Linked DNA regions of Mus musculus: region 2 is linked to region 1. Evidence: chromatin contacts called from public promoter capture Hi-C data. All regions are on one chromosome and are shown on one strand. Each heading gives the region's core, a stretch centred on a gene start, on an enhancer-like site or on the middle of the called end of the contact. The rest is flanking DNA. Distances are from core to core; before and after follow the strand shown. Region 1 holds the start of Hsdl2 (hydroxysteroid dehydrogenase like 2). Region 2 overlaps Snx30 (sorting nexin family member 30).

Evidence for each region. Promoter capture Hi-C pulls out the DNA fragments that hold promoters and counts their contacts.
Region 2: a promoter capture Hi-C map of HPC-7-derived erythroid cells shows a contact between it and region 1, with 2.9 times the contacts expected there. The contact joins the enhancer-like site here to the promoter of Hsdl2 in region 1. A contact is called at or near these places in 6 of 39 promoter capture datasets (the 3T3-L1 cell line, 3T3-L1-derived adipocytes, the C10 cell line and 3 more), 2 of 15 datasets of contacts at CTCF or cohesin (both in the NIH/3T3 cell line), 3 of 484 Hi-C or Micro-C datasets (the G1E-ER4 cell line, nephron progenitors and palatal mesenchyme), 4 of 115 datasets of contacts at active chromatin or transcription factors (bone marrow-derived macrophages, embryonic stem cells, microglia and 1 more) and 1 of 9 other capture datasets (liver).

The regions. Positions count from the first base shown.
Region 1 is chr4:59,577,277-59,584,171 of GRCm38.p6, reverse strand. Hsdl2 (hydroxysteroid dehydrogenase like 2) reads right to left here and starts at 2,609. Exons shown (of 11, transcript NM_024255.3): 1 at 2,397-2,609. The coding sequence starts at 2,413.
Region 2 is chr4:59,837,814-59,844,096 of GRCm38.p6, reverse strand. All of the region lies in intron 1 of Snx30 (sorting nexin family member 30), which reads right to left. Among named protein-coding and RNA genes, the nearest start is that of Snx30, 35 kb to the right of the region's middle. Within about 2 kb of position 1,431, at least 13 of the 459 cell types and tissues checked have an H3K27ac peak or open chromatin away from gene starts, as enhancers often do.

The DNA.
Region 1 (6,895 bases), core at 1,360-3,859:
AGCACAATGACAAAGACACCTTGCTGGTTAAACCAGGTCAGTAAAAAGATACAGAAATGGCTTTAAACCACACTTTCTCAGTCTCTGCAGAGCTGACCCTTTGAACTAGACAGTTCCACTATCAGGGGATGTTTACTGCTTGTAAGTAGTTTACATCCATCTAGGGGCTCCACCACTTGGCATCCCCTTTCAGCTATGATACTCTGTCTCCTTAGATATTGCCAAATGTCTTCTGGAGGCCAAACTGTCTCACCTTCACTAGTGAAAAAATAATACAAATTTTAACTATAATGAAGAGCCCCCCCCCCCCCGCCACTGGATGGGTTCCCAAAGAATTTACTTAGTCTGTATTAGAACTATTTTTAATTACTCTAGTTTTATAAACCACTTTAATATCCAGAAAAGCCAGTTCACTTCATTCTTTTTCCCCCTTTCAGGCTATTCTAGGGTCTTTAGTTTTTCAAACTTCAGAACCTGTGACTGGCTAGATTGGGCTCAGTACTCTCAATAACACTTTTGATGGTGCAATTCTTTTGGTGGTGAATACCTGTCTGTCTTGTAGTATCAAAAATTTTTAAAATATATTCCCTTGGTTCTAGCAATTTCACTTTCAAGAATTTATCCCAGATAGTATATTCATCTATGTGTAAACAGACACATAGAGGGATAGTAAAGCCAGGCATGGTGGCACAGACTTTTAATCCCAGCACCTAGGAGGTAAAAGCAGGCAAATGTCTGTGAGTTCAAGGCCAGCCTGGTTCAAATCACAAGTTCAAAGACAGCCAGGTTTACACTCAATTCTTTTTTTAAATAGTTTTTAAAAAAGATTTATCTATTACTATTCATTAGTACACTGTAGCTGTCTTCAGATGCACCAGAAGAGAGTGTCAGACCTCACTATGGATGGTTGTGAGCCACCATGTGGTTGCTGGGATTTGAACTCAGGACCTTCGGAAGAGCAGTCAGTGCTCTTAACCGCTGAGCCATTTCACCAGCCCCGTTTACATTCAATTCAAACCAAAATAAAACAAAAGAATAATAATGGAAGCAAAGATAGAATAAAACACCACCAAGAAAAAGATAACAAACAGCTGGAAATGACTTAATATCCAACAATTGGAAACAGGTTAAGTACATAATGGTCTTCAATAATAGTTTGCAACCATTAAAGAGGACAAGGACAGGCTCATGCCTTTAATCTCAACTCTGGGGAGGCAGAGGCAGGAGGAACTCCCTGAGTTCAAGACCAGCCTGGTCTACAGAGAGAGTTCCAGGATAGCTAGGGCACAGACAAACCTTGTCTCAAAACAACAACAACAAACAAAACAAGAGGACAAAGACAAGCTGTGTGTACTGGAAACCTAAGTATGTGCCAAGACATGTCAGGTAAAAACAGCAAGCCCAAAATGGAGTTTGCTACTATTTTCTAAAAAGAAGGTATCCCTGTAAGGTATACAAAATATGTTGATAAGTACAAAAAATACAAACAGAAAGAAACTGGAGTTTTAAAGAGACTTATACCCTTTTGAACTATTTAAGTCTTTTAGCTGTCTATATGTGTCAAACTAATTACAGAATGGGCTTAACTTGTCACTCTGCTTAAGATAAACTTTATAGAACATAGTGGACCTACCTGAGTTCAGCAGGAACCAAGGGCAAGAAGAATCGGGAAGAACATTGTTTAATGGGTATTTGTTTTGATTTTGTAAAGTCCTGGTGACTGGCTGCACAATTGTGTCTCTATATAAGTGGGCTTGGGGGAGGGGGTGTAGACAAGGTTCTAACTCTGTAGCGTTTGCTGACAGAGTGAGCCTAGCACACTCACTATGTAGACCAGAACAGCCTCGAATCAATAGATCTTCTGACCCTGCTTCTGAGTGCTGGCATTAAAAGCAGGCGCCACCGCACCTGGCTAGGCTGGGATAAATATACTTCATTTTTAAGTAAAATAAATAAATAAACCCCTTACCAGAAATGTTCGTATTGTAACATTTTAACTCGCTACTAACTTGAAAACCATTTTCAAAACACCATTCTTCTATTATTCTACAATCAAGCATACAAACAGAAAATCTGAAGTCACTGTCTCAAGCGACCTTTCGCCTAGAAGATGAAAGCAACATTGTCACCAGGCCAAGCTAAAGGCGAGATGGGGCTACAACGGGTCGTCGGGGACACCTACGCTCGCGACCTTTCCCCGTGGAGTATCTGACACCACTGCCCCTTGCAGTGTACAACTTTTGAGTCTCAGTAGTACAGAACTTTGGGTTCTCGTGCATGCGCAGGTCCCAGCGACTCTATCTTTCCGCGAACCGGTGTTCCAGAGCGCGCGGCTCTGGGTTGCGCCGGCGACCTGCCGACTGGCCCCTGACCCCATCCCACCCCCGTCCTCTTACCCAGTGTTGGGCAGCATGACCTTCGCAGTTCAGAGAACTTGGTGGCAGTGGAACAGCAGCGAGCTGTGAGTGACAGGCGAACTTTCTCTCCGCATTTAGCCGCGCCCCGGGCCCCGCCCCGAGACCCGCTCGGGGACCGGCCCTCCTACAAGACCGAGATCCTACAAGACCGAGAGCTTACAAGACGGTGTGCGCCTGCGCACACCGGGCACTGGGCGGTTCTTCCCGCAGTTCTACAAACGACACCCAGGAAACCAACGCTCTGCGCAGGCGCTTTGGAGTACACCTCCGCCCCGCCCCTTTCCCGAGTCTGTAGGTGACAATCAGTTTCTCCTGTGGGCCACTGGCGTGTCTAGAGCATCATTACTACGTAGGCTTTTCCTCCTCAGCCTAGGTTCGGCGCATCGACGGCTCCCAGCCAGCCAGATGGCGGATTGAGGGGCGCTCCGGGGACTGACTTGAGGGTGCTGGGCGTCGTTTTCCCCTGTCTGTCCCCGAGCCAAGGCGCTCTCTCCGAAGAACACTTGTAGACATCTGAAAAATGCTTTTTGCAGAAGCCGGTCACTCTCATTTTCGCTGCCACTGAATCTAAATTTAGCCTGACCTCCAGTGTCTGGAGACAGGAGTTTCTGGAAGAGATCTTTGCAAAGGTCTCCCGCAAGCGTTCATCGTATGATCCGGGCCACAGAAATCAAGGTTGGAGAAGGAATCCTCAGTCCTGGAATGAATGCCGGAATGAGGTCGAGTCTGGGATTCAGTTTCGTTCTTGGAGTTATACCTAACTGAGCTACCCAGGAAATGAAATTGTTTTGTATTTTGTAGCGGGAGAAAAAGATGCTAACGAGGTTGTTATCTAAAGCTTAGTTCAGAAAACAACTTAAGACAGGTAGGTATATACTCTCCTAATTGTCAAACTTGCTGGATCTTTTGGAAGAGCAGCCAGTGCTCAGACAAGAGAAACCTGCACATCAAATCCTACACTCTCCTGACCCTGCGCAGCTAGAGCAGTTATTACTCCCTCCCTCTCCCTGACGATACCCCCACCCCCGCGGGGGGTGGGGAAAGGCAAATGCCAGCCTTGAGAACAAAAGAAAAGCAGCATACCCTAGCCTCCACGTCACTTAAACTCGACCCCTTTTGATTAACAACCAACATTTCTCACAGTGCAGATGGCTCCTTGCTGTTGAAGGAAACCGAAGCCAATACCCTTGAAATGATAATAGCCCACTCTTAGACTATGAAAAAGAGACAAACGTTCCCAGACAGCTGTGGCCGGTTGTAAACATATCAGAAGCGGTTCTGATAGCACAAGTTACTCTTCCCAGGTCAGAAAGGTACCTTTTCAGCTACACGGTTCTGCCCTGCTGTCTGAACAAATGTTATCAGGTTTAAAGGACAGCATTCCTTTACCCTCTCCTATATTGCCAACACAAAAACCCGCTTGCGGGTTTTTTTCTTTATAAACCCCCTTTACTTAGGCCTGGGGGTTCACTCTTTCCTGTTCTGTCAGGAAGGTTGGTGGCCCAAGCTCGAGCTTAAATAAAGACCCTCATGCGATTACAGTGGGGTATGATTCCTGGTCCTCTCCTTGGGATTTTTACAATCTGGGCACAACACTCTTAACCAGGGAACCATCTCTCTAGCCCTAATTAAATATTCAAATAAAAACGTATTATTAAACTGTGGCTGTTTACCCTTTTATCACCTTGACCATTAGCTATTGACACGTGAGTTTGTAACCTATAATAATGATTATTGATGATTCTAGAAGAGTGTACTTATTCAACAAATATTAGTACCTCTTAAGTGAGAAGAAACAGCAGGTAGAAAGGAACAAAATCTCTGTCCTTACCTAGGAGGTGTGAGTAGCCAGTTTGTCTTTGTAAATTCCAAATGTTTCAGAGAGATATGGACAGTTTAAAATGTTCCTTTGGCCCTTGACTGCTTTTACTGAATGGTCTGTATATTTGTCTGGTAGCAGTGAATTCTTTGGCTGAGAAGCACCTGAAAAATGTTCAACATCCTTAATCATCAGGGGAATGCAAACCAAAACAACCCTGAGATTCCACCTCACACCAGTCAGAATGGCTAAGTTCAAAAATTCAGGTGACAGCAGATGCTAGCAAGGATGTGGAGAAATGTGGGGCGTGGGTGTAGGGAAAGAGGGGCGAGGGAGAGAGCCCGCCTCGAACCAGAGTTCCTGTGTTCTGGGCGGGCAGATGGGCGGGCAGATGGGGGAGGACTGCCGTACCCTTTCCACGTGGCCCTGCATGGGTGTCTGGCTGTGTGGAGCCACTGATCCCAGCTAGGCGGGTGGTGGACAAGGGGCAGCCCCCATACCAGGTTCTCAGTCTCCGGCATCCCACACTGGATACAGCAGAGGAGATGAGAAAAGAATAGGGGCCCCAGGACAACACTCTCAGCCCCAGGGATACAAGAAGAGGGCAGAGGGAGAGAGGTTCCCACGCAGGCGAGTGTCCTTAGTCCAGTCCGTGGCTGGAGCACAGGAAGGCCGTCTGACGTGAAATTAGGCACAGTTCGTTAGGAGAGAGCCTATCCCATCATCCAAGCACAGTGAGCCTTGGTGAACAGAGACAGTCTATGGTTTTAGAGCTTTATTGTAGAAAGGCAGGGAGAAAGGAGAGAAGGTGGAAAGAGAGAGGGAGAGAGAGACCAGCCATGGCCAAGAGGAGGGAAGGGGGAAAGAGAGAGAAAGAGGAAAGGCTAGAGAGAGTGAGGAGAGAGAGTAAGAGAGTGAGGAGGGGCCAAGTAGCCCCTCTTATAGTGGCCTAGTATTGTTGTTGCTAGGTAACTGGGAGGAGTCTAGTCTGAAAGTCAGAAGCTTGGGACATTGAATACGTGGGGGCTTCTCCTGTGGGGGCTGTGGGAGCAGTAACTTTGACTGGAGCCAGGAGTCCAGGTTATCCCGTGTAGATGAAAATTATCACCACTGGGTTTCACCGGGGTTCACAACTTCAACTCGACTGGAGACTAGACTGTCTGTGCATAGCCCATTGCCCCACATCGAAAGAGGAACACTCAAATAAATTAATTAAAAAAAAAAAAAGCCGGTCGGTGGTGGCACACACCTTTAATCCCAGCACTTGGGAGGCAGAGGCAGGTGGATTTCTGAGTTCGAGGCCAGCTTGGTCTACAAAGTGAGTTCCAGGACAGCCAGGGCTATACAGAGAAACCCTGTCTCGAAAAACCAAAAAAAAAAAAAAAAAAAAGAAAGAAAGAAAGAAAGAAAGAAAGAGAAAGAAAGAGAGGAACACTCCTCTGTTGCTGCTGGGATTGCAAGCTGGTACAACCACTCTGAAAATCAGTTTGGCGGTTCCTCAGAAAATTGGACATAGTACTACCGGAAGATCCAGCAATACCTCTCCTGGGCATATACCCAGAAAATGTTCCAACTTGTAATAAGGACACATGCTCCACTATGTTCATAGCAGCCTTATTTATAATAGCCAGAAGCTGGAAAGAACCCAGATGTCCCTCAACAGAAGAATGGATGCAGAAAATATGGTACTCCATTTACACAATGGAGTACTACTCAGCTATTAAAAACAATGAATTTATGAAATTCTTAGGCAAATGGATGGATCTGGAGGATATCATCCTGAGTGAGGTAACCCAATCACAAAAGAATACACATGATATGCACTTACTGATAAGTGGATATTAGCCCAGAAACTTAGAATATCCAAGATACAATTTGCAAAACACATGGAACTCAAGAAGGAAGACCAAAGTGTCGATACTTCTTTCCTTCTTAAAATGGGGAACAAAATACCCATGGAAGGAGTTACAGAGACAAAGTTCGGAGCTGAGACAGAAGGAAGGACTATCCAGAGACTGCCCCACCTAGGGAGCCATCCCATAAACAACCACCAAACCCAGACACTATTGCATATGCCAGCAAAATTTTGCTGACAGGACCCTGATATAGATGTCTCTTGTAAGGATATGTCAGTGCTTGGCAAATACAGAAGTGGATGCTCACAGTCATCTATTGGGTGGAACACAGGGCCCCCAATGAAGGAGCTAGAGAAAGTACCCAAGGAGCTAAAGGGGTCTGCAACCCTAGAGGAAGAACAATAATATGAACTAACTAGAGCTTGTGTCTCTAGTTGAATATGTAGCAGAGTTTTGGCCTAGTAGGCCATCAATGGGAGAAGAGGTCCTTGGTCTTGTGAAGATTACATGCCCCAGTACAGGGGAATGCCAGGGCCAGGAAGTGGGAGTGGGTGGGTTGGGGAGCAGGGTGGGGGCAGGGTATAGGGGACTTTTGGGATATCATTTGCAATGTAAATGAAGAAAATATCTAATAAACAAAAAACCAAAAATAACCCAGTGAATCCTTGGTAGTGAGATGATACCTCTTCCATGCGTCTAAAGTGTTCCTTATTCTTGAAAGTTTTAATGTTCTCGGTCCCTCAGATTCCTCTTTCTCCAATAATGCTGCTTTTATTTCCATTTGTTACAAAAGGGAAGAGGGA
Region 2 (6,283 bases), core at 182-2,681, 260 kb before region 1:
TAGCATCATGTTTTCACTGTCCTTTTGCTAGTGTATAAATTATTCAACTGCACAAATTTCTCTGTGTTACAACTGCCTACAGAATTCAACACCGTAACATGTCGTACCACTCACTGGGCAGCCTATACTCTGCTGTATTCCACACAGTCAAAGGGTACAGCAAGCTCCACCACCACTTAGGTTTGGAAGTCCACACCGTGTTCACACAATGAGGAAATCTTCTAGAAACATGTTCCTCAGAACATATTCCTGTTGTAAAGAGACACAGGGCTTCACTGGTCAGTCCCATCCTCTTTGTAAGGCCATCTGAGCTAAGCTGCCGAGAAGGGCTCTGCAAAGAAGGGCCAGTTATCTGAATCCTCACTTGACAACAGATGACAGAGAGGCAGTTAGGTAAAGAAGAAGCCCAAGGAAAGAATGAGGCCAAAACCTTACACTGTGTCTAGAAACCATGTGTTGTAACCAAGTTGGAAACAAAATAACAAAATGGCACCTAGGAAGAGACCTGCAGACTTGTCCTGAGGCCAATACACAGGAGATCAGTAACAGGATTTCTAAACCTACCACTGCCTCTTTTTGTTCTTTTGGTTTTGCCAGGGTCTCTCGAGGCAGCCCAGGCCCAGCCCCCTGGGTGCTGAGATCACAGGTGTGTACCACCACACCTGCTGAAGATGCTTCTATTTCACATTTCACATGATGGAGGAAAATACCAGCCGTCCCAATTGAAGACTAGGATTATTATTGGTTAATGCTGTTGTAGAGAAAGGCTAACAGATTGCAGGAGCTCGCTTTCCTCAAAGCCTCTCCCAGGTACAGCTGCTGTTGGACAAAATTTAGCTAAAAGGTTACTTTCCTAAAATATAATTAAACATGTGTTAAGCACCTTTCCTCTAGTGATAAAATACCTGATTATGTCTCTGAGATGTCAGAGAAACAAAATAATTATCACTCCCTGTTTATGCTATAGACCAAAATACAGGTGTTTTCCAACACATGGGATCTTAAGTGCTGTAACTGACAGGTGCTGTAGCCCCTAAACCACAGCTGAGAGGATATGAAAAAGCAGAATTTATTAGTGCATGTATTTAATCCAAACAGCATTCTTGATGACTGCCAGGTGCAGTTCTGGGGAAGCAAGCAGGCTGAGGGGAGTTACTGAAGGACTCTCCTGCAGGCTGCAGCATGGAACATGGCAATTTGATATGCTACAATAAATGCACAAATAAAGGAAAACCTATAGCCAAGAGCAGGGAGGGACAGCAGTCGTTCTCTTGGAGGACAAGTCAGGATAACTTTGACTTGATTCTTCAACAGGATGGCAGAAGGCCAGGACTGAGATTCCAGCTGGCTGTCAGGCCCCAGGTGAGCCCCTCAGACTCAGCCACTCTGGCTGGAAGATGGTGAGTCCACCCTGCTCAGCAGGCAGGTCACACGGGGATACTGAGAATGTGGGCACACACACTCCAGAATCAGGGAAGTGCCCTTCAGTGAAAAAGAGGTAGACCTGTGAAGAAAGTTGGAAACTTCTGGATGGAAACCAGACCTTGGGTAGGTGTGAAGCTGTGGGGGGAATGACAAGAAACACAGCCTAGAAAGGAGATGAGCTGCAGCCTCAAACATCGTAAGGAAGCTTTAGAGCAGTGCTCAGCAAAGGATGCTAAGCTTTGAAGCAGGAAAGTGGTGGCCGTGCCTAAGCTTTTCAGAAAAAAAAAAAACGCAGAACAAAGGAGGGTCAGTACCAGCAACAGTGGGCAGTAGGCAGGCACCACACCTCCCTGAAGATGCCAGGAGAAGACAAATGAGGGATTCTCAATGCTAAGATCAGTGGTTAGAATCCCTCCACCACTCCGTCATTTATTCTCATTAGAAGTTAGCATATGCTATGGAGCATAACAATGGAGACAGGGTGAGGACAAAGACTTGAATGTTCTCTTGAATGCTTTCCAGGTAGGGGGAACAACAGACCAAACCAGAGGGAACCTATATTTCTAACACAGTAAGTTACACAGTAAGCAATGCTGTCCTTCAGGCAAAACCACATACAGCCCAAATCAACAACCCTATGTAATCTCCACACACTCCATCCTTAGGGAAGGGCTGCCAAAATAACTGTTCAGCAAAGGCCAAGGCCCTGTAATGCATCCGGCCTCATTATCCTTTAGAATAACTTGGAAGCAGTGAAGAGAGTTCATTATCTCTATGTGACTACTGATAGAATAGAATATGGACTAAGGAGCTTAGAAGATGGGCCTAAGTCACACACCAGTGACGGGCAGAGGGACATAGAACTGGACCCAGGACCCCAGAGCACTCACCACCTACCTCTCACATTCCAGAGATAACACTAAACAGTACCAACTACATAAAATATTCTGACTCCACCTTCACTTTTATCCAGGAGTGGCATGTAGGGAAGTCCCCAAACACAATCAGCCTCCATATGTGTTTCTTAGAACAACAAAATTCCTGCTCCACCAGTGTCCAAGGAATAAATCAAGTCCAACTGCTGCTCAAGAGACTTTTAGAGCTGGCCAGCTCCAGACAGTCCATAAGCCATTAACAAGTGGCTCCATTTAGCCATCATCAATCCTCTGTGGACCAAGAACCGTACCAGTGTCAGCACTTAGAAGTAAGCCCTGTGGCTGGGCACCACTGTGGGTGGTCCATCTGATGCTCAGGGTGACGCACAGGGTTAGGGATGCTCATCCCCAGAGAACCTTGTATGTCAGCTTGATGACTTGATGACCTGTCAGCCCCAAAATCAACAGAACAAATCTGAGTTTTAATATTAATTGATAACTCTGGAACTTCAAGTACTGAAACAATAATATATTATTCAATTAATACCGATAGAGAATTTGGTTAGATATTTTTAAAAGGATAAAATAATCAGGACCTTCTCAAATAATGTTCTCAAATTCCAAATGCAAAAAAACAAATGTCCATTTGCTTAAGAAGTCTGATCACAACTTATGGCAGGGGGATACAAATTTTTCAGAATCATAGAATAAAGATGCTCATGTCTGTACCATATGCTGTCTGTCCTCACAGCTCAAGCAGGCCATAACTGCGCTGTTACACAAGAACACTGAAGCTTTCGTCTCACTAGTTCTTACATATTACAACACGTAAGAAAGACTTCAGATTAATTTTCATGTATTTAGGATGTGAAAATTTTCAGCACTTGGAAGGCTGATGCAGGAGGATCACGGGTTCAATGCCACCTGAGATACATAGATAAGTCTTGTCTAAATAAGTACATAAATATTCTCTTAATGGTGAGAGGTTAGGAATGGGGAACTGGTGTAGGGTAGCAACAAATGGTAGCAAGTGAGTCCTGACTATGGCATGCTGGTTGGAAAATATGTTCATGTGATAGGCATGCATAGAAACACACATATACATACCAGCACACAGGAAGCAGAGGCAGGCATGAGCTTGAGGCCAGCCTGGTCTACAAAGCAAGTTCCAGGACAGCCAGAGCTACACAGAGAAACCCTGCCCCACCCACCCCCCAAAAAAAGAAAGGAAGAAAAGAAGTAGAAAAGTACAAAAGAGAAGAAAAAGAAAAACACACACACAGAGAGATAGTCCAACACAAGAAATGAACAGCTATATAAAGTCAAAAAACAATTGTTTATCCTCACTAGTAAATGGCATAAATATTAGTTTTATTTTGTTTTGCTTTAATTTTATTTAATGTGTATGGAGTTGTGATGGCTGATCTCGGTTGTCAACGTGACTACATCCGGAATGAACTGAAACCCAAGCTGCTGGAGATTATTCGGGATCATCTGAATCATCTAGGATGGGAAGACCCATCCTAAACTGGATCATCTGCAGCTGGATAGCGCACCCTAAACCTGGACCACACTTTCTAGAGGCAGTCCCCATAAAAGGACATGGAAGAACAAGCTATGCATGACCTCACACTCACTGACAAGTTATCTATCCTGAGACTGAGGCATTCCCTCGCTGATATTAGAACCTACTTCTCTGGGATTCTGATATAGACCGAAGACCACCTGAGACAACCAGTCTTGTGGCCTTTCTTTTGGGAGACAACCCTTGGTGGTTTGAATGAAAATGACACTATCGGCTCATAGGAGTAGCACTATTAGGAGGTGTGGCTTATTGGAGTAGGTGTGGCCTTGTTGAAGGAAGTGTGCCACTGGGGTTGAGAGCTTTGTGATTTCTTTTTTTTTTTAATATTCATCTGTTTTTATGTATATGAGTACACTGTAGCTATACAAATGGTTGTGAGCCTTCATGTGGTTGTTGGAAATCTATTTAGGACCTCTGCTCGCTCCGGTCAGCCCCTCTTGCTCTAGAGCAAAGATTTATTTTTTATTATTATACATAAGTACACTGTAGCTGTCTCCAGACAGCACCAGAAGAGGGCGTCAGATCTCATTTCAAGTGGTTGTGAGCCACCACGTGGTTGCTGGGATTTGAACTTAGGACCTTCAGAAGAGCAGTCATTGCCCTTACCCACTGAGCCATCTCTCCAGCCCCGAGCTTTGTGATCTCAAACGTCCAAGCCAGACTCAGTGTTGCTCTCTTTCCTGCTGCCTGCTAATCAGATGTAGAACTCTCAGCTCCTTCTCTAGCACCATGTTTGCCTAGATAATGCCATACTTCCCATCATGGCGATAATGGACTAAACCTCTGAAACTGTAAGCCAACCCCAATTATATATTTTCCTTTATAAGACTTGCCATGGTCATGGTGTCTCTTCACAGCAATAGAAACCCTAACTAAGATGAGGCCATTACTGGACTAGCTGGGCTACAGCCTGTAAGGCACTCTAATAAATCTCTTTTTAATATTACACACACACACACACACACACACACACACACATATATATATTCCAATAGTATATTTCTCTAGAGAACTGAAACAAATACAGGTGTACAGCTCAAGATGGCCAGTAGTAATATACCATGTAGCTCAGGCTGGCCTTGAAGTTTTCAGCAATCATTCAGACTCCCAAAAGCCACCACACACAACTCACAGTATCAAAATGAAAACATTATCATTTCCCCTATCAACTGGGTAGCTTTAAAGACTACCTCTGACCCCAAAGCCTCACAGAAAACAAATGCAGAAACACACTGAAGTAAAGTGGTCCCTCCCCCACTCCCCCTGATGCCCCCAAGTTCTGTCAGAGCCAAGACCATGGAAAGACTCTGAAAACAGGAGGAGGGATGGTGATACATGGGTCTAAGGCTCTGTCGGGCTATCTGAGCTAAAAGGAAAATGAATGACAGATCCAGTGCGTCCTCTCTGCGGTCCTCAGCCACGCCAATGACAAAGATTTAGAATGCATTTTACAGCATCCATCTGTCTTCAACGACCTAAGTGCTTCTCCTGTCAGCAGCAGACAGTAATGTTTCTGCTAATGAATTTCTTCTTACTATGGCAGACAGCCCTCAAATCAACTGAGGCAGCGAAGCCCTGGCGTCCAGACGCTGTGCTAAAGCCAGATGAAAGAGACCCTCTGCTTCTGTATCTGGGGTGTCTGATGCCTAAATCCATGCACAGGGCTGGATGCTGTGGCAGGCATCTAGGACAACCTGCCAGAAGTACTTGAGCTAACTAGCCTAGAATACAAGTGCACAGGGCAACACCAGAAACAAGAGCCCCTGCCTCAAAGCAAAATGTCCTCTGATCTCCACACAAATGCCATAGCAAGCTCATATCCAATCACACTCGAGTGTGCACGCACGCACACACATTCAAACATAAATAGCAATACCAAAACCAAAATGGGGCTGGGCATGACAGAGAACACCTTTAATCCCAGCATTGGGGAGGCAGAGGCAGGCAGGCAGATCTCTGTGAATTCAAGGCCAATCTGGTCTACCTAGCAAATTCAAAGCCAGCAAGAGCTACATGGTAAGACCTTGTCCAAAGAAAGAACCTATATTGACCACATGGGAAATGCTGGCTATGAGATGAGATAGGATTTTCTTTTTATTTAAAGCACCTGGGGAAAATAGCAAATACAGGGAGGGCCACAGTGGCTGAGAGCAGAGGCCGGAAAGGGAAGGGTGGTGGATGCGGAGTGGCTGGTTTCTTGGAGAAAACAAAGAGGAAGGGATTTCTAGAATAGCTGTTAAACTCTCCAGTGCAGGGCAACTCAGTTTACACTTCCTCAGCTGAGGAGGCCCTAGCCAGCCACGGAGCACAACAGGAAGCTGCAAAGACCAAGTCCAAGAGGCCAGTCTCCAGCGTTCTCCCTCTCCAGCCTTATCTTACACCTTTTCCAGTCCCAGCA